Linked DNA regions of Mus musculus: regions 1, 2, 3, 5 and 6 are each linked to region 4. A link is a contact called in public promoter capture Hi-C data. All regions are on one chromosome and are shown on one strand. The core of a region is the stretch at or near the end of the contact, and the rest is flanking DNA. Distances in the headings are between cores, read along the strand shown.

What was found. Promoter capture Hi-C pulls out the DNA fragments that hold promoters and counts their contacts.
Region 1: a promoter capture Hi-C map of liver shows a contact between it and region 4, with 3 times the contacts expected there. The contact joins the promoter of Gstm5 here to the promoter of Wdr47 in region 4. A contact is called at or near these places in 3 of 39 promoter capture datasets (hippocampal neurons and liver) and 1 of 115 datasets of contacts at active chromatin or transcription factors (pancreatic cancer cells).
Region 2: a contact with region 4 is called in a promoter capture Hi-C map of liver, with 3 times the contacts expected there. The contact joins the promoter of Gstm3 here to the promoter of Wdr47 in region 4. A contact is called at or near these places in 2 of 39 promoter capture datasets (both in liver).
Region 3: a promoter capture Hi-C map of liver shows a contact between it and region 4, with 4 times the contacts expected there. The contact joins the promoter of Gstm7 here to the promoter of Wdr47 in region 4. A contact is called at or near these places in 4 of 39 promoter capture datasets (hippocampal neurons, liver and neutrophils).
Region 5: a contact with region 4 is called in a promoter capture Hi-C map of liver, with 3 times the contacts expected there. The contact joins the promoter of Eps8l3 here to the promoter of Wdr47 in region 4. A contact is called at or near these places in 5 of 39 promoter capture datasets (hippocampal neurons, liver, pre-B cells and 1 more).
Region 6: a promoter capture Hi-C map of liver shows a contact between it and region 4, with 2.6 times the contacts expected there. The contact joins the promoter of Csf1 here to the promoter of Wdr47 in region 4. A contact is called at or near these places in 3 of 39 promoter capture datasets (liver and pre-B cells).

Annotation. Positions count from the first base shown.
Region 1 is chr3:107,894,221-107,898,209 of GRCm38.p6, forward strand. Gstm5 (glutathione S-transferase, mu 5) reads left to right here and starts at 1,634. Exons shown (of 8, transcript NM_010360.2): 1 at 1,634-1,778; 2 at 2,078-2,153; 3 at 2,406-2,470; 4 at 3,068-3,149; 5 at 3,242-3,342; 6 at 3,747-3,842; 7 at 3,946-3,989. The coding sequence starts at 1,734. 4933431E20Rik (RIKEN cDNA 4933431E20 gene) reads right to left here and starts at 1,993. Exons shown (of 3, transcript NR_015459.1): 1 at 1,423-1,993; 2 at 1-8.
Region 2 is chr3:107,966,924-107,970,929 of GRCm38.p6, forward strand. It overlaps Gstm3 (glutathione S-transferase, mu 3), which reads right to left and starts at 2,251. Exons shown (of 8, transcript NM_010359.2): 1 at 2,182-2,251; 2 at 1,840-1,915; 3 at 1,213-1,277; 4 at 843-924; 5 at 652-752. The coding sequence starts at 2,217.
Region 3 is chr3:107,929,035-107,933,268 of GRCm38.p6, forward strand. It overlaps Gstm7 (glutathione S-transferase, mu 7), which reads right to left and starts at 2,783. Exons shown (of 8, transcript NM_026672.3): 1 at 2,585-2,783; 2 at 2,281-2,356; 3 at 1,794-1,858; 4 at 1,439-1,520; 5 at 1,240-1,340; 6 at 29-124. The coding sequence starts at 2,620.
Region 4 is chr3:108,589,789-108,593,750 of GRCm38.p6, forward strand. Wdr47 (WD repeat domain 47) reads left to right here and starts at 1,490. Exons shown (of 15, transcript NM_181400.3): 1 at 1,490-1,809.
Region 5 is chr3:107,875,670-107,879,873 of GRCm38.p6, forward strand. Eps8l3 (EPS8-like 3) reads left to right here and starts at 1,561. Exons shown (of 19, transcript NM_133867.2): 1 at 1,561-1,697; 2 at 3,678-3,732; 3 at 3,872-3,936. The coding sequence starts at 3,702.
Region 6 is chr3:107,757,718-107,761,940 of GRCm38.p6, forward strand. It overlaps Csf1 (colony stimulating factor 1 (macrophage)), which reads right to left and starts at 2,752. Exons shown (of 9, transcript NM_007778.4): 1 at 2,308-2,752. The coding sequence starts at 2,346. The region is part of intron 1 of Gm40121 (a long non-coding RNA gene); the gene reads left to right.

The DNA of each region.
Region 1 (3,989 bases), core at 384-2,883, 700 kb before region 4:
CAGAACACCTAATCACAAAGTTATTTAGCCTGAATTGGGATATATCATGAAACAAGTAGAATACTTAGACTACTCTAGAAGTTTTAGACTCGTGGCTCAAGTTAATTTGTTGCTGGCTTTTGTTTTCTTGGGAGGAATCAACCCAGGCATTATACAGTCACATGTCTCTGTACCATTTCTTCTTTATTTTAGAAAAATGTCCTTTTACAAAGTCTGAAGTTTGAGTCAGTTAAACTAACGGGGAGACATAATTTCCCACACCCAGACTTGGGGCTCCGGGAGGCCTGGTGTCTTAGTCAGGATTTCTATTCCTGCACAAACATCATGACCAAGAAGCAGTTGGGGAGGAAAGGGTTTATTCAGCTTACATTTCCACATTGCTGTTCATCACTGAAAGAAGTCAGGACTGGAACTCAAGCAGGTCAGGAAGCAGGAGCTGATGAAGAGGCCATGAAGGGCTGTTCCTTACTGGCTTGCTTCCCCTGGCTTGCTCAGCCTGCCCTCTTATAGAACCCAAGACACCCAGCCCAGGGATGGTCCCACCCGCAAGGGGCCTTTCCCCTTTTGTGCTGTTTTACTCCACAATATGCTTATCATTTTCCGACTAACTTGTGGATCCTGAGCATCAGAATGAGGTTACCTGGGGCTGGAGAGATGACTCAGCAGTTAAGAGCACCAACTGCTCTTCCAGAGGTCCTGAGTTCAATTCCCAGCAACCACAAGGTGGCTCACAACAGTCTATAGTGGGATCCAATGCCCTCTTCTGGTGTGACTGAAGAGAGAGAGCGACAGTATACTCACATATATAAAATGAATAAATAAATCTTTTTTAAAAGATGAGGTTACCCTTAGTGGAGTTGTGTTTTAAATGTAAGGTACTAAAACAAAAAAATAGAAGACATCTCAATAATTTTCATACTACATTCTGAAACAGTATATATTGGGCTACGTAAGTATACTATGGATTCATTGCCTCCTTAAAAAAAAAAAAACTAGAAGCAAACCATTTAAAAACAATCATATGTCTGTCTTGCATTATACTGCTAGTGAACATTATGATCTAGATCCTATACACTCCCCACAGAGCAGAGAGAAAACACTCACACCCTCTGTCTGTCTGGCTGTCCATACCCTTTGCAACCTGCCCCAAATGCTTAATGTTTTGACTCCTCCCATAAACCAGCCTAACTCGACAGCACCTGCTGTTTATCTTGCATAGCTATTTGTCACCTTTCGGTGTTTGCTCTACCCTCCTCTTTCCTGGAGTGTCCTTTGAGGCATTTCCAATGTGCATGACCTATCCTTTTTCACAGTGGACCTGTTTAGTGTCCCCAGCCTCCCTCAGTCTTCACAGAGCCATTTGTATCTTACATAGAAAATGTTTCTATCCCCAAAGTACCTTATACCTGAATCGTTTCCTACCTCGTAGTTTTATGTGCCAGCTCAACTGTGCAACATGACTCACGCTTCCCGGGTAACTAAGGTCCAGGCCCCCACTGCCAGAAGAGTAGATGAAGCATCAACAGCCCTGGGAGAAGTTCACACCGGAGGATTTCAGGAGCCGCAGCAGCTGCGCCTGCGCACCGCCCACTGACCACGCGGAGGGCGGGTGGAGCATAGAGCGAGAGAGGAGGAGACAGTTCGGTCGCGTCAGCCCGGCCCACAGCGTCCAGTATAAAGTTAGCCGCCCACAGTCCATCGCTGTATCCCCGAAGGGGCTAAGATCGCCCAAAATGTCATCCAAGTCTATGGTTCTGGGTTACTGGGATATCCGCGGGGTGAGTGGTCCCTCGCCAGCCCAGCCTCTGGGACAGAGAGGTGCAGGCGGCCGGGCGGGGGTCAGGGGCCGGTGGGCCGATCTCCAGCCTACCTATGGGGTCCCCAGGACTGTGGGTAGAGGAATAAGGTACTGGAAGTTCCCGGGCGTGAGCGAAGGGGCTGCCTAAGGACAATTTCCCTGGACAGGACGCAGGAGCTTGGCAGCGTTGGGTTGGGGACATTGACGGAGGGGGCCTGCGAGCAAGTGGGCACTGCGCAGGCGCGCTGACCGGGGTCTTTCTCCATCCCCTGCTTTTAGCTGGCTCATGCTATCCGCATGCTTCTGGAGTTTACTGATACCAGCTATGAGGAGAAACGGTACATCTGTGGGGAAGGTAATGAATGTCTGTGGGTGCGCTACAGTTGTTTTTTACCCAGAGGGTTGTACCACACCAAGATGGTGTGGGACCCCCTGCTCCTGTAAGCTGGGAACTTTGCCAAGAGAGGCCCATAGAGTTATCTCTTGCTGTTCAGGCCCATCTTTGCAGAAACTCAAGGGTTAGTTTTTGGGGATTGGGAACTTGAGATAACAGGTCTAAGTCTCAGCTAGGTCGGTAACGGGCTTGGGTCCCACTTCTCTCTTACAGCTCCTGACTATGATAGAAGCCAATGGCTGGACGTGAAATTCAAGCTAGATCTGGACTTTCCTAACGTAGGTGGTTTTGGAGGAGTGGGCAGAAGGGAAGGCCTTCAAGTGTATCTGTTTTCACTTCATCTCTGGCTTGGGAGCATCTAGATAGAGACTCTTCACGTTTATAGAATGGATAGAATTCAAGGGTCATTGAACAGAACTGAGAATAACATTTTATTTCCTACTAACGTCTGAGAAACACTAATATTCTCCTCTTAAAGGCAGGCTATAAGAGACATGAGTTGATAGCCAGGTCTGTGACTTTATCACTGATAGATTCCAGGTATTTTCATGGTATCCTAAATGTATCCTCATGTGTCCTGGTTGTTAAAACACCTATTTTTTTTTTAAATGTATCCATAATCACCCTACTTTTACATACTTTAAGGTATAAAATATTTACATTTTGCTTTTTAAACGTCTATATGCCACACATACATTCACAGTGACACACAGGATTAAGCACCCTTGTCTAGAGTCAGGTGAGGACCCAGTGCTACTTTCTATTTATTTAGTTATTTCTCCTGGCTTCTACTCTCACACACCTTGCAAGTCTTCTCTTTTCCAGAGGAGTGGCGGTCCTGGAGGACTAGGTTCACATTAACTTTCCCCTTCTAGCTGCCCTACCTCATGGACGGGAAGAACAAGATCACCCAGAGTAACGCCATCCTGAGATACATCGCACGCAAGCACAACATGTGTGAGTGGGCTGAAGGGGATAGGAGGGAGGAGGCAGTTGGCTCACCTGGAGGTTGGCAATCCTGAGGGTGATTTGTTGCCATCTGGCTGCAGGTGGTGACACTGAAGAAGAAAAGATACGAGTAGACATCATGGAGAACCAGATCATGGACTTCCGCATGCAGCTGGTTCGCCTCTGCTACAATTCTAACCACGTAAGTTTCCTCATCTGGAATCACCTTTGTTGGGTTTCAGGCCAAAGTGCTAAGGATTATTCTGCTCGCTTCTATGGTTGCCATCTTTCTATCAACCCAAACTGGAAGGATTAGAAACAGACTCTATTTTTTGGTGTGGTTTGTCCTGTAAGTCTGGTGTTAGCTCCTCCTCCTTTCCAAAGCCCCAGCTCTCCATCCTGCCTTCTCCAATTAAAGGCAGAAAGAAGCTGCCTAGAGTGTGTCCATCACTGGTCCAGGCCCTGACTATAGCTATTGGGGGAAGGGGCCAGTGTGTGTAGAAGTCCAAAGACTTCTACATTAATGTGGGACCTGGGAATCAAACTCTATTCACCCCCATTGAGCCATGTGTTGACCCAACAATAGCTATTGCTTTTCTTTCCTAGGAAAACCTGAAGCCTCAGTACTTGGAACAGCTACCTGCACAGCTGAAACAATTCTCATTGTTCCTGGGGAAATTCACATGGTTTGCAGGAGAAAAGGTAGGGAGAAGGCACAGGGAGAGGCTGCCTGCCTGCCTGTCTATCTCTGCAGGTATTGGTGAGTTCCTTAGGCATGACACTTCATTGTCCTCATTCTTTCTAGCTGACCTTTGTGGATTTTCTCACCTATGATGTCTTGGATCAGAA
Region 2 (4,006 bases), core at 1,001-3,500, 620 kb before region 4:
CGTGCTTACCTGTGTGTGCATTTGTGGAAGCTAAAGCCTGCTACCCAGTGTCTTTCTCAATCACTCTCTACCTTACATTTTTGTGACAGTGTCTGTCACTGAACCTGGAGTAGAGAGACTGGCTAGATTCATTGGCTAGCAAGCACAGAAATCCTCCTGTTTCTTTTCCCATGGTGCTCCAAGGTACTCCCTGGTTGGTTTGTTTTTTTAATGTGGGATACCGAGGATCCACAATCAAGTCCCCATGCTTGCACATCAAAGACTTCTACCCTCTGAACCATCTCCCCAGCCTCTACTTCATCTTTTGAGTCTGCGTTTTAAGAAGAAAATTGTTAGTGTGATCACTAGCTTAGATGACACATGGAAGTGGTTACAGGACATACACATCAGGGATTTTAACTCTGCATTAAATGTCTAGGTCAGACTGTTCACTCTAGAATCTCAACTGTATCTAGGATGCTTAGACAAGTAATAATAGTTTCAGTGTTGATGTGAGAGATCACTATGGTAACGAAGGTCGTTCTGTTGGTAAGATCCGAAAGCTTGGAGAATCAGTAACATGGCTCCTTACTGAAGGAGATGTTACAGATCTGAATGCAAGACTTTAACTCCTGCTTCAAACCCCGTCTTCTCCACCTACTGGCCACTCACAAAATCGGGACTGCAGCAGACTATCATGAGCTGTATGCGGGTGTCCATAACTTGGTTCTCCAAAGTATCCACACGGATCCTCTCCTCCTCTGTCTCTCCACCTGCAGCACACACAGAACACTCAGCATCCCAACCCAGCCAAGCCAAGGAGATTGCCTGATATGCCCTACCCTGCAGGCAACCCCACTCACACAGGTTGTGCTTCCGGCCAAGGTAGCGCAGGATGGCATTGCTCTGGGTGACCTTGTGTGACCCATCAATTAAGTAGGGCAGCTGGATGGACAAGCAGGGAAGGTCAGATGGGATATGAGGTCCCTCCATCCCTTCCCTGGGTGAGAGCAGACACAGGGCCTGGCACTCAGTGTGCCTGCCATGGGAAGCCCTCCATGGGCACAGTGTGCATTGAATGAGAGAGCTGGGACACAGCCCATCACAGAAACACTGTGCAGCCAACAGGGATGGAGCAGGAGAGCAGAAACACTGATCCTAAACCCTCAGCCAGGCCAGGAGATGAGGTGAGATCACCACGTCTTCCCCAAACCTCCCTTTCCCTGCACTTACATTGGGAAAATCCAGGCCAAGATTGAATTTCTCACTCAGCCACTGGCTTCGGTCAAAGTTGGGGGCTGTGGTGGACAAGAGGATGTGAAAGGATATCAGTGTGGCTGCGTCTGACACTCCAATCTCACTGACCCACCTAAGAAGTCACGAGCAAGATACCCTGGGGAAGGAGAACTGTAACATCTTGCACTAAGTCATTCTCAAGATAAAGAAGAGGGGTGATAAAGAAGGGGACCCTAAGCCCAATGGGACCCCAAAAATGAACCCAGCTCAATTATAAATACAGGTGGGCCCGGAACTCCAGTCTCATTATTGTTGTTTGAGGCAAGATCTCTCAATTATGTAACCAAGGCTTTCCAGAAACTATATGTATAGACCTGACTGCCCTCAAACTCAGAGATCCACCTGTCTCTCTGACTTTCTAGAGCTGGATTTAAAAGCAAGCTCCCACACATTGCCATTCCCAGTGCATAGAAAACCAAACTGCACCCTCAAGAGGTTCCTGGAAGGAGCAGGCTCCTTCCTCCTCCAGTTGTAGGAGGTCTGCAGAGCTGAGGAATTAGGGGCTGGGTACGGGCATCCCTGGGTAAGAGGAAAGCAGGTGTCTGACCAGGAAGGTGTCATTACCATCCCCCATGACATATCTCTTCTCCTCATAGCTTGAATCTGTGTATTCCAGGAGCAAGCGGATGGAGTGAGTCAGCTGGAAGAGAAGGTCACACAAGTTAGAAATGGTAGGACCTTTACTGGATGACTTCATCTTCGCAGATGAATCCTCTCACCCTCCACAAACACAGCCACCCTGCGGTGTGTACACATGCACTCATAGGTGCCCGCCCCTTCACACCTGCAGCCTCCCAAGTTTGTGAGCTCCAGGGTGCTAAGAAAAGTATACATCTGAGAGCCCGGATCACTTTGAACTTCCCGCCTGAGTCCTAGTCCCACCCTCCAGGCAGATCCCCCTCTCACTCCGCGGGTGTTCCAATAGCCCAGTGTCATAGGCATGGCGCTGATGCTGTGGTCTTCTCAGACTGGCTTCAGGTAGGTTGAGCTGGAGAATTTTAAGGAGGTGCAAAGGGAAAGGTGGGTGGGGCCTTGTAAACGGTCCCGCCCTCAATGCCCTAACCCCACTCAGGCACTGCCTTTCCCTTCAATTGTCCTCAGAGACTTTGAACCCGAAGCCCTTTGGCTTCACCCACAGCCCGGGAGAGGGAGAAGTAGGATCCTATGCACCTTCAGGCCTTGGATTCTGAGCAGGTTCACATGAAGGACCTCCTCCCCCCTCAGCCTCTTTAGTGCTTCCTGTCACCGCCCCCTAATGGGTGCCCCCAAACTTGAAAATGCAGCTTTCCATTCCTAGCAGAACTTAGGTTTTCACCCCTATACTGTGGAAATCTCTAGGAGAGAGTCCCAGATCTCAACAGAAGATAAAGTAGGGTGCCCCTCGGGCAAAAGTTTAATTTAGCATTGACAGCTGCCAAGCTCTATTACCCACCACAGCCTTATTATTCACCTAGAATCATAGGACAGTCCATGAGATAGGAAGGACTCCAGAAGAGGAACAATCAGAAAACAAGTACTCCCAGTGTCTTCCTTTAGGAAATTTGGAAACTTCATCATTTGCTCATCAAGCTAGTGACCATATAAGCCAGTCACTATTTTTGGCCATGTTTGTAAGCTAAATCCAAGAACCAGATACCTAGGGCACAAGAGATCTAAGACACCATCACAGTGCAGGGTACCTGGCTGGCAGAACTTCCCATGGGTTGCACTGTGCAAGGGAGCAAAGAATGCACAGCTGGTGTGTGCCATAGAGGGGGAGAGCATGTGCCCTAAGAGGCTTGCTTTCAAGGGACAACAGGATGCTGTACACACGGGATCCTGTGTACACACTTTGCACGGGACACAACGAGCCCAAAGCTAGACCCTCAGCTGTCCACATCCCTAGATGCTAGACCTGGCCCAAACCCCGGACATATGTTTGTATATGACAGGGTTGCTCAAATGATCTTTCAGTTACCCTGAAATATATGCCCTGTAGTCCAACCTTCACAAGGTAAGTGTCCTACCAAGAACACTGTCCTACCTGTCTGCTTTCTTCCTTGGAGGCAACAGACTCTTTCAAAACCAAGAGGATAACATCACCTTGTTTATAAAAACTTATCAGATATAATGAGAAACAAATGACAGAAGAGGAGACTAAAATGAGTTTACAAGTCAAAGGCCAAGGCTGTTGCTCTGCAGGACGTACATTTTGGGATTAAATCATCCTTTACTGGGACTACGGGGTATGAAGGCAACATATCATGTCACCCACATAGGAGCTGTGCAGTGAGGGTGCAGGGGACAAGCAGAGGCCATCTCATCCTAGGACATTAAAGAAACCACATGTTCTGCAAGTCTCTGTGAGGATGCACACACACAGAGCATGTCACTGGGGCTCACAGTACCTGTGGCAAGTGCTGCCTTAGCATTTTACATGTCCACCTGCCCACTTCAGGTTCTCTGAATGGCCACGCTCAGAAAGTACATAAGACCTTAAGGACAATGCCCAGAGTTAAGCTTGCCCACAGAAAGACCATACTATTTACACATGCACAAAATTTCCTGGTTCCATGAGCTCCTAGGATTTAGATCTTTAATCGTTTGCTATCCTAAGGATCTCAGAAAAATGAAATCTTTGGATTTACCTGAAAACTGACTTTTAGGTGTCAAGATGAATTAAAACATTAAGTTTGAAAGACAGGAAAAGAGCAATGAAACAATCTTTACATGGAACAGAAATTGTACCATA
Region 3 (4,234 bases), core at 1,533-4,032, 660 kb before region 4:
AACCCCTCCTCCCCACCCCTCCCTTTACCTTGTCCCCTGCGAACCATGGCCGCTTGCCCAGGAACTCAGAGTAAAGCCTCATCATTCCAGGGAGTTGCTCCAGGTACCCTGGCTTCAGCTTCTCCTAGAGCGGAACACACTGTGATCACCCTCAGTCACAAGATTCCGAGCAGAGGCCGCCCAAACAGGGCGACAAAGACCCCATCTGGGCAGAGGTGCAGCCACCTTCCCGAGACTAGGCCTGGGTTAATTCTGCTTTAATTTATGATGTCACTATTATTAATTCATTATGTCTATTGATTAGAGTCCTACAGGCACCAGATCCAATATCAGAGGTGATGAGGATCTACACAGGGGCACGCTGTCCCTGAGACTCACCACAGGTGCTCAGAACAACTCTTGTGAGTCACACCCAGGACTGTGTGAGCTGGCTCTCGCATTCAGATGTAATGTGAGTCAGAGAAGCAAATAACTAAAGCATTCTGGAAGAGAAGTTGGATGTTCTGCAGGAAGAAGAACGGTAGGGCTCTGGGGCAGTTTCAGAAAGATGAAGTGTGATGGGGTGAAAGGAGATGAGGCAAGAAGAGGCTTAGCCAGCTGTAGACTGCCTTTTGGGAACACTTCCTTATTACTGTGAGTATCCCAGGCATGGCTCTGGGTATCTGGTTGGGAAGAGTCCCCAGGTGATGGCTCCCATCCATTTCCAGCTTACTCCACTTTTTCTCATTGTTGGAATGTGTACTATAGAAGCAATGATGATGTAAGACATAACCGAGTAGGAGACATAACCCAGGCCAGAAATGGGTGATCAGAGCTGAGAGATTCTAAACACAGTCTTTACTACCCAGCTACCGACACTGGACTGTGGAGTGTTTGTTCTAGTTGCTGAAGTTCATTGTAAGTGCCATTTGACAAGACTCTATGTTGGCAGGGTGTGTGTGTGTGTGTGTGTGTGTGTGTGTGTGTGTGTGTGTGTACAAGAGTGTGTGTGTACGTGCATGGAAGGTTTGGTTTTGTTTTAGTGCTTTTGATTTTGAGACAGTGTAACCAGGAAGACCGTAACCTTAGTCCTTCTGTCTCAGTCTCCATACTGTGTCACCATGACTCCGCCAGCAGTTCAGAGTATCATCTGTAGGTGAGCAGCGCTAAGACGTTAGATGCTAAGCAAACAGAGCAGATGAGAAGGCAAAGGTACAAGCTCTGGTTCCCCCACCTCATCCAGCCCAGAGCAGGACTCACAAAGTCAGCGTTGTAGCAAAGCCTCGCCAGCACCATGCGGTTGTCCATAAGCTGATTCTCCAGAATATCCACACGGATCCTTTCCTCCTCTGTCTCCCCACCTGTGAAAAACACAGCCCAGACTCACACTCAACATGCCACCCTGGCCAAGCCCAGCTGGTGGCCATCGGTCCCCACCCCTGCAGCCGGCCCCACTCACACAGGTTGTGCTTGCGGCCAAGGTAGCGCAGGATGGCATTGCTCTGCGTGATCTTGTGTGACCCATCGATCAAGTAGGGCAGCTGAATGGACAAGCATGGAGAGTCAGATGGGATATGAAATCCCAGAATCCCTTCCTTGGGTGAGGACAGACACGAGGCCTGGCACTCAGTGTGCCTGCCATGGAAAACCTTCTATGAAAATGCTGCTCACTGAACAGAGAGCTGGGATACAGCCCATCACAGAAAGATGGTGTGGACAACCAGGAATGCGAAGATGAAAGCCAAAGGACTGATCCCATCTGTATAAACAGGGACACCACCACCATCTCCACACCTCCCCTCTCCTGTACTTACGTTAGGAAAGTCCAGGCCCAGCTTGAATTTCTCATTCAGCCACTGGCTTTGGTCATAGTCAGGAGCTGTGGTGGACAAGATAATATGAAATCAAAGGACCCATGTGTTCAAACCCCTTTCCCAAGATTTTCCCAAGGGGTCAGAGACAAGACTCTCCAAAGCAGTGGACCTGCAAGCTGACTCACAAAGTCATACTGCAAGCTTGCAAGGATGAAGATGTTTGTAAGGGCTGTGAGCTTCTTCATCGCTAAAGCTTGTGAAAGATTTAGCCAATTGCTAGAAGAATGGAGCCCAGTTATAAATACAGAGTACACTCAAATCTTTCCTTAGCATCTTCCATTGGCAAATCAAACCACACCATCAAGGGTTTTGGAAGGGGCATGTTACAGCTCCAACAAAAAAGTGTCAGAGCTGAGTGATGAGGTTGGTTGCTGGGCAACAATGGACAGGAGTTGGGCAGGGATCTGACTAGAAAGGATGCAGTCACCATCACCCATGGTGTATCTCTTCTCCTCATAGCTTGAGTCTGTGTATTCCAGGAACAGGCGAATGGCATGGGCTAGCTGTAAGAGACAAGAGATGGTAAAATTCTTTACCCCTTCTACACGAGTCCTCATTCTCTGACCTAGTTTCACTATGTCCATGGATGGACCAGAACACACACACACACACACACACACACACACACACACACACACACACATACACAGCTGCAAGAGCATGCCTCCATTGACTGCACGGATCCTTGTCCCTCCTCCAAGTCCTACTCTGCATTCGGACCCCTCTCTCACCCCACGGATGTCCCAGTAACCCAGTGTCATGGGCATGGTGCCGAGGTCTGAACGGACAGGCTCAGTGTCAATCTAGCCTTGGCTGTTCAGAGAGCTGCCAGAAACGGATTGGCTTCGCTTTGTCAGGTCTTCAGACTGCCCTTCCCCACCTCCCAGTTCCAGCCAATACCGGCATCCAGGAACAAGGCCAGGGCCGCCCCCAGAGCCAAGGCTGCCTGAGCTCCATTGTTATGGTGGTGGCTTGGCTGAGTGCCAAGAGCGAAAGGCGGGGCTGGGTTTGCTAGCTTCTTATTGGTGGTGCTGGGTTTCCGCTGTAGGACTGCTATTTTCTACCCTCTAGTCTAGATGGCAGCAGCATTCCCCAGTGGTGACAGTTCGGAAGGCCTAGGACCTTGACAACTGTGTCCTGAGGGCAAAATTATCTTTTATACTGTGAATACTTAAAGAACGAAGAACTGGAAAACATGATAATACAAATATATTCATGAATGCAAAACAAATTTTTCTGATGAAATTTATTTCATTTAAGTGTGTGTGTGTGTGTGTCCTGGATCACATAGTAAATGATGTATCTGGAGTTTTTTTTCTGTTTTTTATTCTGATATAACATTAATCTTTGAAAAAATTCACAAAAGAAATGAGTGCCCACTTAATCACCTGTATACTGTAGCTGCTTCCTTGTTCGGGTGCCCTCCGCTAAACTCCGCCTTCCTTGGCTTGCCTTTCCCTCTCTCCTGATCTTCCCACCCCCTACCTTTGACTCTTTCCAGCATGAGTACAAAATCTTATAACCAAGAGTCATTTCATTTTCTTTCCCACTAACACCATGCCGGGGATGCGTGAGACCCTGGAGTAGCTGTGATTGATAATCACCTCTGCCGTGCTGCTTCCTGGCCAGGCTTGCACTTGGACCTGTGACTTCTGACAATTGACGGAACATGTTTCTCTTTACAGAGCCTTGAAAGCCTTGTGCCCAATTCCCGAGGAACAAGTGTTCTTTGTCTTATGTTTCTTTTTTATCCTTTTCTCTTTTGCGATGGCTTTAGAGGTTGGCCTTGGGACCCTGTGTAACCCAGGCTGGTCTTGGATTAGGCTCAGTTCTCCTGTCTCAGCTCCCGAGTGCTAAGATTAAGGACATGGAGTGCCACACCTGTCTCTTTTAGGAAGCACCGCCAACTCACTCAGATCTCAACTCTTTTAAACACGTTTTATGTTTATGTTGGTTTCATTTGGTTGTGTTAAAATGTAGCTGAGGGTGAGGAAACCTGCCTTAGTTTGAGATAGCATTGCTCTGATTTTTTTCGACCAACTTTTATTAATGTCTGATCTCAGTGACATTGTGGGGTGGGCAAGTTTCCAGCCACAAGGTACCCTTCATGTTCTAGAGACCCGGTGAAGGCTGCCTGCACTGGGAGGTGTCCTTCTTAGTCCGCTTGGACCCCTGTGAACCAGGCTCTATTAGGGTCTCCAGACAGTCCTTAGAGGCAATAGTGAAAGCTGGAATGGCAGTCAAAGCAAGTGTGACTCAAGCCTTATGGGGACCAGACAGGCTCCCATATGCAGAGACCTCACTGGGGTATACTGCAGATAAGACCTGCCTCTGTTACACACGTGTTGCAAGTACAGAGCCTAAAGATGATGGGCTCCCCC
Region 4 (3,962 bases), core at 240-2,739:
GTATTGTATTTATTTATTGGATATGTTATGTGCATACACAATGCTGTGACTCACCTGGCCATTTATCTTGAACTGGATTTTTTGTCTGTTTGTTTTTGAGGTCCCAGCCTTTGCTGGCTGGAACTCATTATGTAAACCAGGCCAGGTAAATCTCTCATAAGTCTACCTCTGCCTCCTGAGTTCTGGATTCTTTATGCTAAGGTTCCTGGAGGTTCAGCTCCTTGAGCAGTACGTATCTGGGGGAATACTACTACACAAATGTGTAGGAGTGAGGTTACTACTGTAAATAAAAGGGCAGTTCAAAACAGCAGCCTTGTTAAGTGCTTCAAGATAGGATTAGCTTTACACATGGAGAGCCTGGAAGGGGATGGTTTTCATGGAGGGAGATGGAGTACGGAAAAGGGCAAGGAAGGAGTATTTATTTCACTTAAGCTTTATTAGTTAATCGTTGGAGTAGAATTAAGAGTCAAACCCAGTGCACAGAAGACATTTGGAAGTGTCAGACAGGTTGTCCTAGCTACTTTTTTTATTGATGTGATGAAACACCACGACCAAGGCAACTTATAAAAGACAGCATTTAATTTTTAGCTCAGGGTTCCAGAGGGTTAGTTCATGACGGTCTTGGCAGTGAATGTGCCAGCAGACAGGGAGGCCTGATGCTGGAGCAGTTGCTAACAGCTTACACGTGATCCACAAGCACCAGACATAAAACGAAGAAAAGGCTGGCTTGGGACTGGAGAGATGGCTCAGCGGTTAAGAACACTGACTGCTCTATTTGGAGGTCCTGAGTTCAAATCCTGACAACCACATGGTGGCTCACAACCATCCATAGTGAGATCTGATGCCCTCTTCTGGGGTGTCTGGCGACAGCTACAGTGTACTTACATATAATAAATAAATCTTACAAAAAAAAAAAAAAGCCAGAAAGGACTGGCTCTTGAAACCTCCAAGACCACCCTCAGTGACATCTCTTCCAACTTGTTCACACCTAATCCAGTGGTTCTCAACCTTCCTAATGCTGCGACTCTTTAATACAGTTGCTCATCTTTTGGTGGCCTCCTCACCCCCAGCCATAAAATTATTTTCGTTGCTACTTCAGACCAGTTGGTTACTGCTATGAATTGAAATTATATGATATGTTACCCTCCTAGGAGGTGTTGGGACCCATACGTTGAGAACTGCTATCCTTATCTTTTCCTGTCAGTCCAGTAACTGGGGACAAGCATTCAAATGCATGAGTATGGGGGCAATTCTCATTCAAACTACCACACCTGTCCACGCTATTTTGGGACATAACATAGCGTCACCCGAAGGTTCTGGGCCTACATTCTCCTTACAGTCATCTCCTAAACCATAAGAGCAGAGAAGGCGAGGGCCAGGAGCCTCCAGGCGTCAGTCTTAGATTCTGCCCGCCCCCGTGTTAGGCCCCGCCTCTAGGCCCCGCCCTACCCTCCTGGGCTGGCCCAGCCGACTCTTCTGCTCAGGCACCTGCCTAGCCGCCTCGCGAGGAGGGGTCCTGAGGCGGCTCCAGGGACGAGCAGTGATTGGCTGCAGCTGGCGGCTGGAGCTCCGTTCCAGCGGCGCTTGACAACCGCAGTCCGCGGAGCGGAGCGGTCGGAGGCGGGATCGGGGCGGACGCGAGCAGGACCGGCTGACGAGCTGATGGATTGACGTGCGGGCTGCTTAGCCCAGACCGCCGCCCTCGCGCTCGCGCCTTAGACTGGAATTGGCTGTCTCGGGGCTCTGGCCGCCGGCCTCTCCTCCGCGTTTTCCTCCACCGCTTCTGCCGGCTCCGCCCGGAGCTCTCAGGTGAGCGGATTCCAGGAGGCGGGGGCGGGCCGCCGTGCACCGTGGGTTGCCATGGTCACCCGTCGCCACCTGTCACTAGCCTGATGCGGCGCAGACCCCACAGCCCCTTGGGCGGCGTTCGCAGCCGGGAGGAGTGTCTTGGGTAGGCTTTGGTGGCGACTGCGAGAAGATGGGATGCGGGCGAGGCCCGGGTGTCTCGGGGACAGGACCTGGGACCCGCCAGGCAATCTATCCAGGCCGCCACTGCTGGACCACACCTTCCCCTACTTGCCAGTCTGATTCGGGCGGCTGGGCGATGCCCCTCGCCCTGGTATGGAGTATCCACCTCGCCGCTGCTGAGGGGCGCGAGGAGGGCTGACTGGGCTGCATCTGCCTCGCCCCTCTATTGGGCTGGGGCGAGACTGAGGGCTGCGCGCTGGTCCCTTTCCCTGCTCGCCTTGGCCGGCGAATGGGTAGGGAGTGGCGGGGTTGAGGGTTTGTGGGGGATCCGGGTTTGCCCTTTCTGACGCCAGGCCAGTGGCTGTTAGGAGCAGTCCTGTGGGGTCTGGGAGGGTGGGGACAGGGGCATCGACTGAATTTCGAACGTGATTTGTTCCCGGGGACGCCTGCGTAAGACACCGGAGGTTATGGAACTCAGAGGGTTAAGCTGCTTAGCTGTATTGGGGAGAAAAAGATTGGGGCTCTAGCTCTGGGACGACGCCTTTGGCAAAGGGGTAGGAACCAAGTAGGCAGCGGCAGTATTTGACCTGATGATTTCCCCCCTGTACATCCAGACATGCAGCTAGTAACTACGAAGGGTGTCGTCTGAGGGGAGCTTTTTTTTTTTTTTTTTTTTTTTGGCAACTTGGTTCTCACTGCATAATGAGAGGAGAAGTCTTTGTTCCACCCAGATTCATCGGTTGAAATCCTGACACTTAGTTTCCCCCCTTTGTTGTAGAGAGTTCATAGAATGCTATAAAAAGTTAATGGCACAGGAATTAACATACAGGTTTAAAAGGGCTGTAAATCTTTTTCACAGATAATACCACTTCTTTTTTTTGGGGGGGGGTCTCAAGTGTTGGCATATGTTATGTTAGCATTTTACTAGAAAGGAGAAACGCCTAGCAGTCGAATTTTCTTTATATGGCACATTCTGGAGGTCTTATTTAGGTGGGAGATATAACGAATCATTGTGCATTAAGGTTTGGAGGAGGGGGAGGAACATTGCTTCCAACAACAAAGTAACACGTAAATGGGAAAGACAAGGAAATAATCCATAACAGTATATGTAAGGCAAACAACCAGATCATGAACTTGAATTGGGCTGCCATTACTGAGTGTGTGTGTGTGTGTGTGTGTGTGTGAGAGAGAGAGAGAGAGAGAGAGAGAGAGAGATTTAACTTATTTCCCACCTTGCCACTTTTCTAGGTTTTTTTTTTTTTTTGTGAAAATCAGTAGTAGGAATGTATCATAAGAGAGCAAGAGTGCTAATCAGTGTTTGCAGTTACATAATTGTGCAGTTTCTTTCTGTTTGTCAAATAGTTTGTTATTGAATGGACACCGTATGACTTGTTTAGTATATGCTACAGTTTGAAAAGCAAATAAGAAATATGTCAAAATAAGAAAAATGTCCAATTTTCCTTGGTAGGTCAGTTGCCTGAAAATCAGATTGCCTGGATGGAAGCTTCTCTTTGCTTCTGTAATTACAGTCTTGGAAGAGATATTTATCCTACCATTGACCTTGTTTTCTTATTCTGTGAAATAGGGATAATGCCTGGTGTTGTTTTAGTCTGAGAGTGGACTGTGATGTTGAATAAATCAGTTCAGTTGCAAGTGCTTTGGAAAATATTAAGGAATCTGTTGACTACCTTTTACCAGAGGGGAACACTGAGAGGGAGTATTATCATTTTCTGTGTAATCTTTTTAACATTTCTAGATTCAAGACCTTTTTTATTACAGTGGCCTTAAAAGGCTTATGAGAAAAATGGAGGCGTTTCCTCATTCTCAGTAGAGGGTTTGCTTCAGTTGTGGTGATGTGGGGAAGGAGGGTTTTGCTTTTGTATATGAGTTAGTGATACTTTCTTGCAAATAAGGCTACTGCTAATAACTGAGGAGTTATATTTGGCACTAGATAATCCTCACTGCAGGTCACAGGTTCATGACTAATGCAAACA
Region 5 (4,204 bases), core at 311-2,810, 710 kb before region 4:
TAGCCAATTTCCATAATACCTAGCACCAAAAAGCTCCAGCCCCAGCCTCGAAACTTCCTAGGCTACAAGGCTCCTGCCTGGTGGACACCCAAAGGACCATGGCGTTCACAATCCTGAGAGTTCCTGGTGTTACAATATCCTTCTCTGCCCAAAGATGTCAGCTAGGTCTCTGTTATGTGTTGAATCCCTGCCCTACCCTGTTTCCAGGTATCCTACAGGAATCCCTGCTGTGCTTACATTGACTTGAAAGACCCTTAGGAAGGACAGGGCCTGGTCTGAGCTGGGAAGAATGAAGTCCTGGTTAGTCACCCAAACCCAGCCTGAGAATGGAATATGATTGGCCTTTAAGAATAAATAAACAAATTAAGGCTATTCAAACCTGAAAGTGGTACAAACCAACAGAAGGCCCAGGGAGGTCTAGGGGGCTAGTTCACACAGGATGGTGGCGAGATGCTGACCAAACAGGCAGTTTGACCTCTAGGCCCCAGAAATTGGCTGCCCAAAGGACCTTCCTGGGGGCTCACAGCAATTCAGTTGGGAGAAGTCCCTCCTAGGTCCAAGCCCTGGACTCTAGGCCATGAGGACAATACTGGATGACTGGGGGAAGCAGGACATCATCTCTCACTTGGTCCTGAGGAAGCCAAGGACACATTCCTGACTGCAGGCTATAGTTATATGATCTGTGGGAGTCTTCTCCACAGATCCTAACCCCAGCAGGGCCTGCGACTCTGTCCCAAGAGGCTTAGCTCCCACATGAGCATCCCTGCCCCTCTCTGCTTCCTTCTACTTCTGCCTTAATTCCTTTGCTGTCTATGTCTGAGCTCCTACATCCAGCTGGGAGTTTCCAGGAGGTAAAAAGTCTGGCCTGCTCCAGGTACCACAGGAGGTTTTTAAACAAAGCAACTTGCAGGAACTAGCAGGTTCTTGAATAGCAAAGGGAGGCCTTAGTTTGAAGGCATCTATTAGGGCCTGGGGGGCATGGGGCAAGGTGAAGAAGAAAGAGTAAAGAACAAGTGTGACCAGAGGGGAGAAGGGACAGGTGGATGTGGCCAGGATGAAATAGCCCTCTTTGTCATACCCAAGTGACCCTGAGCCTACCCCAACTTCTCTGGCAGGCCATGTCCTATTCATGGGCAAGACTTGGGCACACACAATCCCACACTCATGGATGCAGGACAGAAGCATAAAACACACATTCCAACCCAAAGCTTTTCTTGAGCCTATGGTCCATCAGTGGCCTGTCCCTAACTCAGAAACTAGGCTTAGGAGACCACATGTGCCTTCTCTTGTTTGTGGCCCCAGTACCTAATGCTAACCCAGGGGCCTCCCGAGGAGATATGTAAAAGGTAGGGAGATGAGGGGCCACACCTGAGGTCAGAGGCCAACAAGGAAGAAGCTGGAGAGCAGGGGTCTCGGGTAAAGCTCTGGCACCTGTCAGCACAGACACTTCCTCAGGTCCACTACCGTGCTGTGCGGTTGGTGGCCTGAAAGGCCTCTCCACCCTCTAGAGTCCAAAGACCACAGGTGTGGCTTCCTCAAAGCCTGCTTCCTGGCTCTCAGGCCACCTGATCACCAGTAGGTCTCTGCCTGAGGCGCTGGCAGAGAAGCCAAACAGAGCTCCCTCCAACATTAGTGGACCACTGGCTCAAGCATCAGACTCCTTGGGGGACCAAACACCAGGCGGCACTGGCAACCAGGTAAGAGCCTATTTCCAGTGAATAGCAAGGATTGGTGATCCTGGGGCCAACATGGACATCTCGGTGGCTTCCTAGAGTTGGGGCATCTTGCAGTGTCTTCTTAGATTCACGAGCAAGGATTAGCCTCAGGAACTTAGTACCTGCTGGAGACCAGAAAAGGCAAGGAGCTCTAGAAGGCTTTTCCCCTAGGTCAGCCTTGTAAATACCCCTTCCTTGCTCTATACACCTACACAAGGGAGAGCAAAGGCCAATGCCTGGCACTAAAAGGGCCCAGGCAGGTCAAACAGCACCCCCAGCCCTGGGGTGTAGTATCTTTAGTAGTAGCTGTTGAATTATCTCTACCAGCCCACAGGAACACCTGGTGATTTACAGGGACCATTCTGATGTGAAAGACTAGGGCAGGGCTGATCAGAAAAGGGCTCTTTTTTTCCTTCCATTTAGAAGCAGGAATTGAACGCCACTGCCTAGGGAGGCGAGGAAAGGCAGAGGGGAGAGTCAGGCTTCCAACACTCTTTGCTCTTATCTAGGATCGGGGTTTTCCCCACAGGGAACAGAGATTAGCCGCCTCCTCTGTGTTCCCATGATGCTCACTTGGAGAATAATTTTTCCATCTGTGAGTCATCTTATCCACTCTCTGTTATTTTCATAACAGTCCCAATAAATGGGTGTGAGTGCTTCCTTACACTTTGGTCGGGATATTCCAGGGTTACAAAGAACCCTAGTGCGCCAAACAGATCGATGCATGAAGGCACTCAAAACCATGGCCACGGATAACACATTCTCTTGACACATACACACACCCAGCACACACAAATGCTGGACGTTTAACTCCACTCCATTTCAAAAGATGTGTGTTCTAGCCTTCCCCTGCCCCCATGACCCACCACCTAGTGACAGGGACACATTTGTAAGCCACAGAGTTCTGGTTCACTTCCCTATTAAACAGTCAGAGTGACTCTAGGCCTGTTGTCCTCTCGGATAACAGTTTCAGCTCTGGGGTTGTTTTGAGTACTAGCTGGGTCACTGAGGCAAACCCCTTAAAGCTGTGCTCACCAATTGGTGCTGGAGAAGTACCAGTGGATGGATGGAGGTGAAGACTTAAGAGGTAGGGTCAGGAGAGGCTTGGCAGTGGGCTCGGAGTTCTGTCAGGGCTGCGGTGACCACTACTGTTGTCAGAGAGGATTGAGCAATGCTGAAAATACTCTGAGCAGGTGGTGGTTAAAGACAGCTTTACCAGATAGTTGGCTGTGAGCTGCATTTAGAGTTCAGGTGGGGGAGAGTCTCTGGGAGAAAATCTGGAAGCACCAGGAAGAAATGAGGCAGGAGTGGTAGTCAGACATCAGATGAGTGTAGGTCCCAAGCAAGTTCCACAGAGCACACCTCACTCCGTATAAATGTCTGTCTGTCTTCTATCTCTAAATCTGTCTAACATATAGAGACACACATATGCACACACACACAGTCTCTCTCCCAGTCTCTCTCTCACAACACATACACACAAAGTCTCACACACAGTCTCTCTTTTCTCTCTTTCTCTCTCTCTGTCACACACACACACACACACACACACACACACACACACACACACACACCACTGAAATACATTCTACCAGGCAGGGTCATTAGCTGGGAGTGTCCTCCCTATTTGCAGAATTAAAACAAGAGGCTTGCTACTGCAGCTGAGGCCTCTGCTCTCCCAACAGAAGCAACTCATTCATGGTATCTTTCACATCTGAACCCAGATCAAATATGGGAAGCCGTCCATGTAGTGCTCCCAGGAAGGCCCTTCCTCCACTGGCCTCCAAACCTAACAAGATGAGGACCTCTTGGGCAGGACATCAGATGGCTCTAGATAGGTCCCCTGGAGTCAAGGGTTTCGGTTCTGGTCACAGAGTCCCCAGGTCAGAGCAACAGCAGCCAGGCCTTGTATTCCTCCTGTTCCTTAGTCTAATGACTGTCTCTGGTTCATTGTGATTCTAGGAAGCTGCCCTCAGCAGTGTCACCATGTCCCGGCCCAGCAGCAGAGCCATCTACTGTAAGCTTCCTGCCTTCCCTGCCCTGCTCAGCCTCACTCTGGGCCAAGCTTTCCAAACCCCATCTTCTCTACTGTCCCTGCAATTGTCCGAGCCTCACCTCCCTTCTTCTGGCCCCTGCCCTTGATTTTGTACCCACAGTGCACCGGAAGGAATATTCCCAGAGTATGGCCTCAGAACCTACCCTCCTACAGCACAGGGTGGAGGTGAGTACTGGGGCCCAGGCAGTTTCTGAATAAAGCTAGGGTTCCTGTGTATACACTTGCCTTACCAAAATAGATGCCTGACCCTGACACAACAGCTCAACTTGACTGAACTCTATGGAGTCAGACTTACCTATCTTGAGACCTAAATGTCTGCCAAGCCAAGGGGAGTATAGGATAGTTCCAGGGTGGGCAGAGCAGGCCCAGTTAGAGGTTGTAAAACGGGTGCTGGGTCCCTAGATGGAAGCGACAGTGTAAATAGTCAAGAGCC
Region 6 (4,223 bases), core at 1,502-4,001, 830 kb before region 4:
TCCTTTCTTCCTTCCTCCTCCTCTACTCTAAAATCCTTCCATCCCTTCGGGCTCCAATAGGGTATCCCGGGAGATGCCAGCCTGGGGCAGAGGGACTCTTGGGCTTTCTTTCCCTGGCCTGATGCTGCCATTCTGAGCATTCTGGCTGCTGATATCCCCCAATTCAGGGAAATGCTGGCAGGGTGGAGTGATGACTGGCACCTTCTTGGATCTGGCTCTGCCCCAATAGTCCAGATGATGAGACAAATGTTGCAAATAGGAGCGCATTGGAAAAACACAGGGAGGCTATGAAACAGTCCATAACAACACTGGGTTACATCTAAAAGCCCAAAGCCTTGCCAGTGAGTACCAGGGAGGAAAGGCAGCTTTGGCTGGGCCATGCGGAGGGAAGAGTGAGGCCTTAAAGGGTGGAAGATGCTGATGGGTGTTAAGGCACAGGGTTGCCTAATGCCATTACGCACAGGACCTGTTAGGTTCCTTGCCTGACCTTAGAGAGAGAGAGAGACAGAGAGTCAGAGACAGACAGTCAGAGACAGACAGTCAGAGACACAGAGTGACAGACACAGAGAGACAGGGAGAAAGAGGTGGGGGAGAGGGTGCAGCCAGCTATGGGTTGATAAACTGCATTGGGCATGGTTGGGCAATTGGAAAGTTAGTCCTGAGTGGGAGTGGCAGCCCGGGTCTCCTGAACCCCAGTCTCAGAACCTGTTAAAGGAAATGACTGCAGAAGATGACTCTGGCCCAGGCTGGTATCACTCAGCCTGTCAGTCCATGTGTGTATGGTATGAAGGAAAGGACCCGGGAATGGAGATGTTCAGAAATATCTCAACCCAGGAATTTCAAGCCATTGATGTTTGGAGATAGCAAGATAAAGACATTACTTCAGGGCTACCTGGCTTTTGGTGGCATTTCAAGCATGCACAGAAATAATGCACAGCTGCTGGCTTCAAAGATGACCAGCCACTCCTGGATCTGGCTCTGTAACCCCAATGCTGCCATAGACAGGGATACAGATGGACACCCAAGGGTTAATACTCTAGCCTGCATCTGGCTGGACAGGCTCTTCCTGGCTTGCTTCTTCCTCCCACCCACTGCCTCAGCCTCTGACTATGAGAGCAGCCTGGAAACTGCGGCAGTCTCTGAGCACTTCAAGACATCATGTTCCATTTTCCAATCAGTACAGTCTGCAGACAGAGACCCGGCCTGACTGCCTGGCTGAACCTCGGCCTCCTCTCTTTCCTCTTATGTCTCCTTGTAGTCTTTCTTTTCTTCCCTCTTCTCTCTTTATGCTTGTTGCATGTGGGATAACTTCCTCCCTTCCCCTCCTCCTAACCCCACCTTCTGCCTCTCACTGAGCCCCTCTCTCTGCTGTTCTACTTTTCTCTCCTCCCAGACACCTGCAACGCGCTGCCCATCACAAGTTCGGTTCCTACCCTCCAGGTTTTCCCTCTCATTCTCTTCTGAAGCAAACCCACTTGCTGTGGATTGAAAGTACCATCCTTCACTCTGTAAGAGCCATGCTATCATCTGCTGCCATTACTGGAGACAGCTTCTGAGCAGCCCATTATCAGCTGCAGCTCTGAACTCTCCTTGCACTTTCTTTCCTCAGTCAGCCGCAGAGTCTAGAATAGCCCCATCTCATTTTCTTCAAGAAAAGATTCGGGTCCAGCTCCCCTCAAAGAGCCACCCAAGTCCCTAATAGTTCCTACACATCCATTGAACAAGTAGCAGCATGCCCATCTCTCTCTCTCTCTCTCTCTCTCTCTCTCTCTCTCTGCCAACAGGTTGCTCAGCACAGGTCCTGGTGTAAAGCTGAGTGAGCCTGAATTTTCCCTACCCTGAAGGCCCACTCCCAACTGGGGCCTAAAACATGTGCAACAACCAAAGAAAGATATCTACTGGGGATGATGCCACACTCGGATCTTGTGTCACTCGGAACCTGGAGACCTGGTTGACCATTCTGGCAGACATTGGGCCTGTGCCAATCCCTGCGATACCCCCCCCCCCCAGACCCCCATCTCTCTCTCCAGCCTGTGGGTAGCTCAGTGTTCTCCTCCGTGCAATGGGATGAGCAGCCTTCTCTTTACCTCGCAAAGCGCTGCAGCCCCAGGAGCAGCTATTGAAATACCGCGGGCCTCAGCCGTAGCTTAGAAGCAGTAAGGAAGCCAGAACCCAGGGCCGAGAAGCCTGGGCAGCTGGCGAGAAGGGGCTGTCCGCTCCAAGTGGCCCCGCAGAGCCGCCTGCTGCTTGCTGCAGAGCTCCTGCCCCAGCCCGGCCCGGGCCCCGCGCGCCACGGTTGCAGCTTACCGAAGAAGGGCAGCGCCCCGCGGCGCCCCGCGCGGTCATACGGGCAGCTGGGTCCCGGCACGGCGTGTTGGCCGCCCTGGTTCGCTCGCTCCCTTGCTCGCTAGTGGCTGAAGAGCCCGCGCCCCGGTCGAGGGCCACGCCGCTGTCCTGGGATGCAGAGAGCCGCAGCGACACCGAGAGCACCGAGGCAAACTTTCACTTTCCCCTGGCCGAGCTTCGCTGGCCAGCCCTCGGCACAGCCTTTTAAGCGGGCGGGCTGGCGGGGCATGTGGTTTATGGGAAATCACCCTGGCTCTCCGCCAGACACACACAGACATACACACACACAAACACACTCACAGGCACTGACACATACTACACCCCAGAGGCCCACTGAGCCGCCGACTCCCTTCCCCCAAGCGGGCCGCCTGGTCGTCCCCGCTAGCTCTCTTCCCCGTCGCTCTGTGGCTGTGCAGCCTCCTCAAAGTAACCCGGGCTCCACCGCCCTCCCCCGCCCTTCTCGAGCTCTGGACAAGACACTGCCTTTCCTTCTGTGCTCGCCACTCTTGTCAATCTCGTGTGATTGTTCTCGGTCTAATGCTGGCCCCTAGGGACTTTCCCTCAAGGCCCGAAAATCCTCAAATCTGAGCAGGAAACGGACAGAGTACATTGAACAGGACTTGAATGGGGATGGACCAACGCCTCTCTGCTGCAGCTCCATTCAAGTCCCTCATGGAACCCAGGGCAGCAGGTTTGCAGATTGGCTTGCTCCCTCCTATGCATTGTTCAAAGAATCTACTATACTACTATACTATCCTCTCCCCTGGCTGTAGGGAGAAGTGGGGAGCATCCAGCTACCTGGGTAGGAGAGGAAGGACTTGGTCCTGTGACAACTAGCTGGGTGTTTCTGCACTCTGCCAGGAGACACTTCAGGTGCTTAACCTGAAAGCACTGGCTGGCCCCCTGCTCCTGGGCTGCCAAACCCAGCTTATGTGGAAAGGTTGGTGTGCCTGGACTCTAGATTTCCCTCAACTCTGTTGGAAATGCATTTGTGCAATCACATTTTGTCTTTACATGAGAATGGATCTAGATTAACCTATCAAGAGGAGCCTATTAATTATATTGCCAACGTCAGGATCTTTTTCTTCCTTCCATTTATCCTGATTCAATGTGTTTCAATCCCGTCATGCCCAGATGAGTGGTCTGGTCTCAAAGGGGCACTTTTGTCACGTGTCCTCCATTTCCTTGCACTACCTAGCTCAGAGCAACAACGTCCCTCATAAACCTTTGCTCAGGCTGCTTCCTCGGACATGAAGTCTTCCTTTCCCCCATCCATCTTAAGGTGAATGTCTCACCTTTTAAGGTTATAATCACATCTTATCCTTGTCTTGCAAAGCCTTCTGGGATGCTTCAGGCTGATGGATAATTCCTTCTTTCTGTGTTCCCACTGGACGCAACCCATTCCTCCCAGTTAAGTTGGCATTCATTCATTCATTCATTCATTCTCTACATTATTTTAAACTGGTGGTTCTCAACTTGTGGGTGGCAACCTCTTTGGGGGGTCACAAGTCAGATATCCTGCATATCATATGCTTTACATTATGATTCATAACAGTAGCAAAATTACACTTGTGAAGTAGCAATGGAATAATTTTGTGGTTGGGGCGCCACCACAACATGAGGAACTGTATTGAAAGGTCTCAGCATTGAGAAGGTTTAGAACCACTGAATACTAGTGATAGTAGTGATTACGTTTAGAATCACTGAATACTAGTGATAGTAGTGATTACGTTTAGAACCACTGAATACTAGTGATAGTAGTTATTACGTTTAGAATCACTGAATACTAGTGATAGTAGTGATTACGTTTAGAATCACTGAATACTAGTGATAGTAGTGATTACGTTTAGAACCACTGAATACTAGTGATAGTAGTG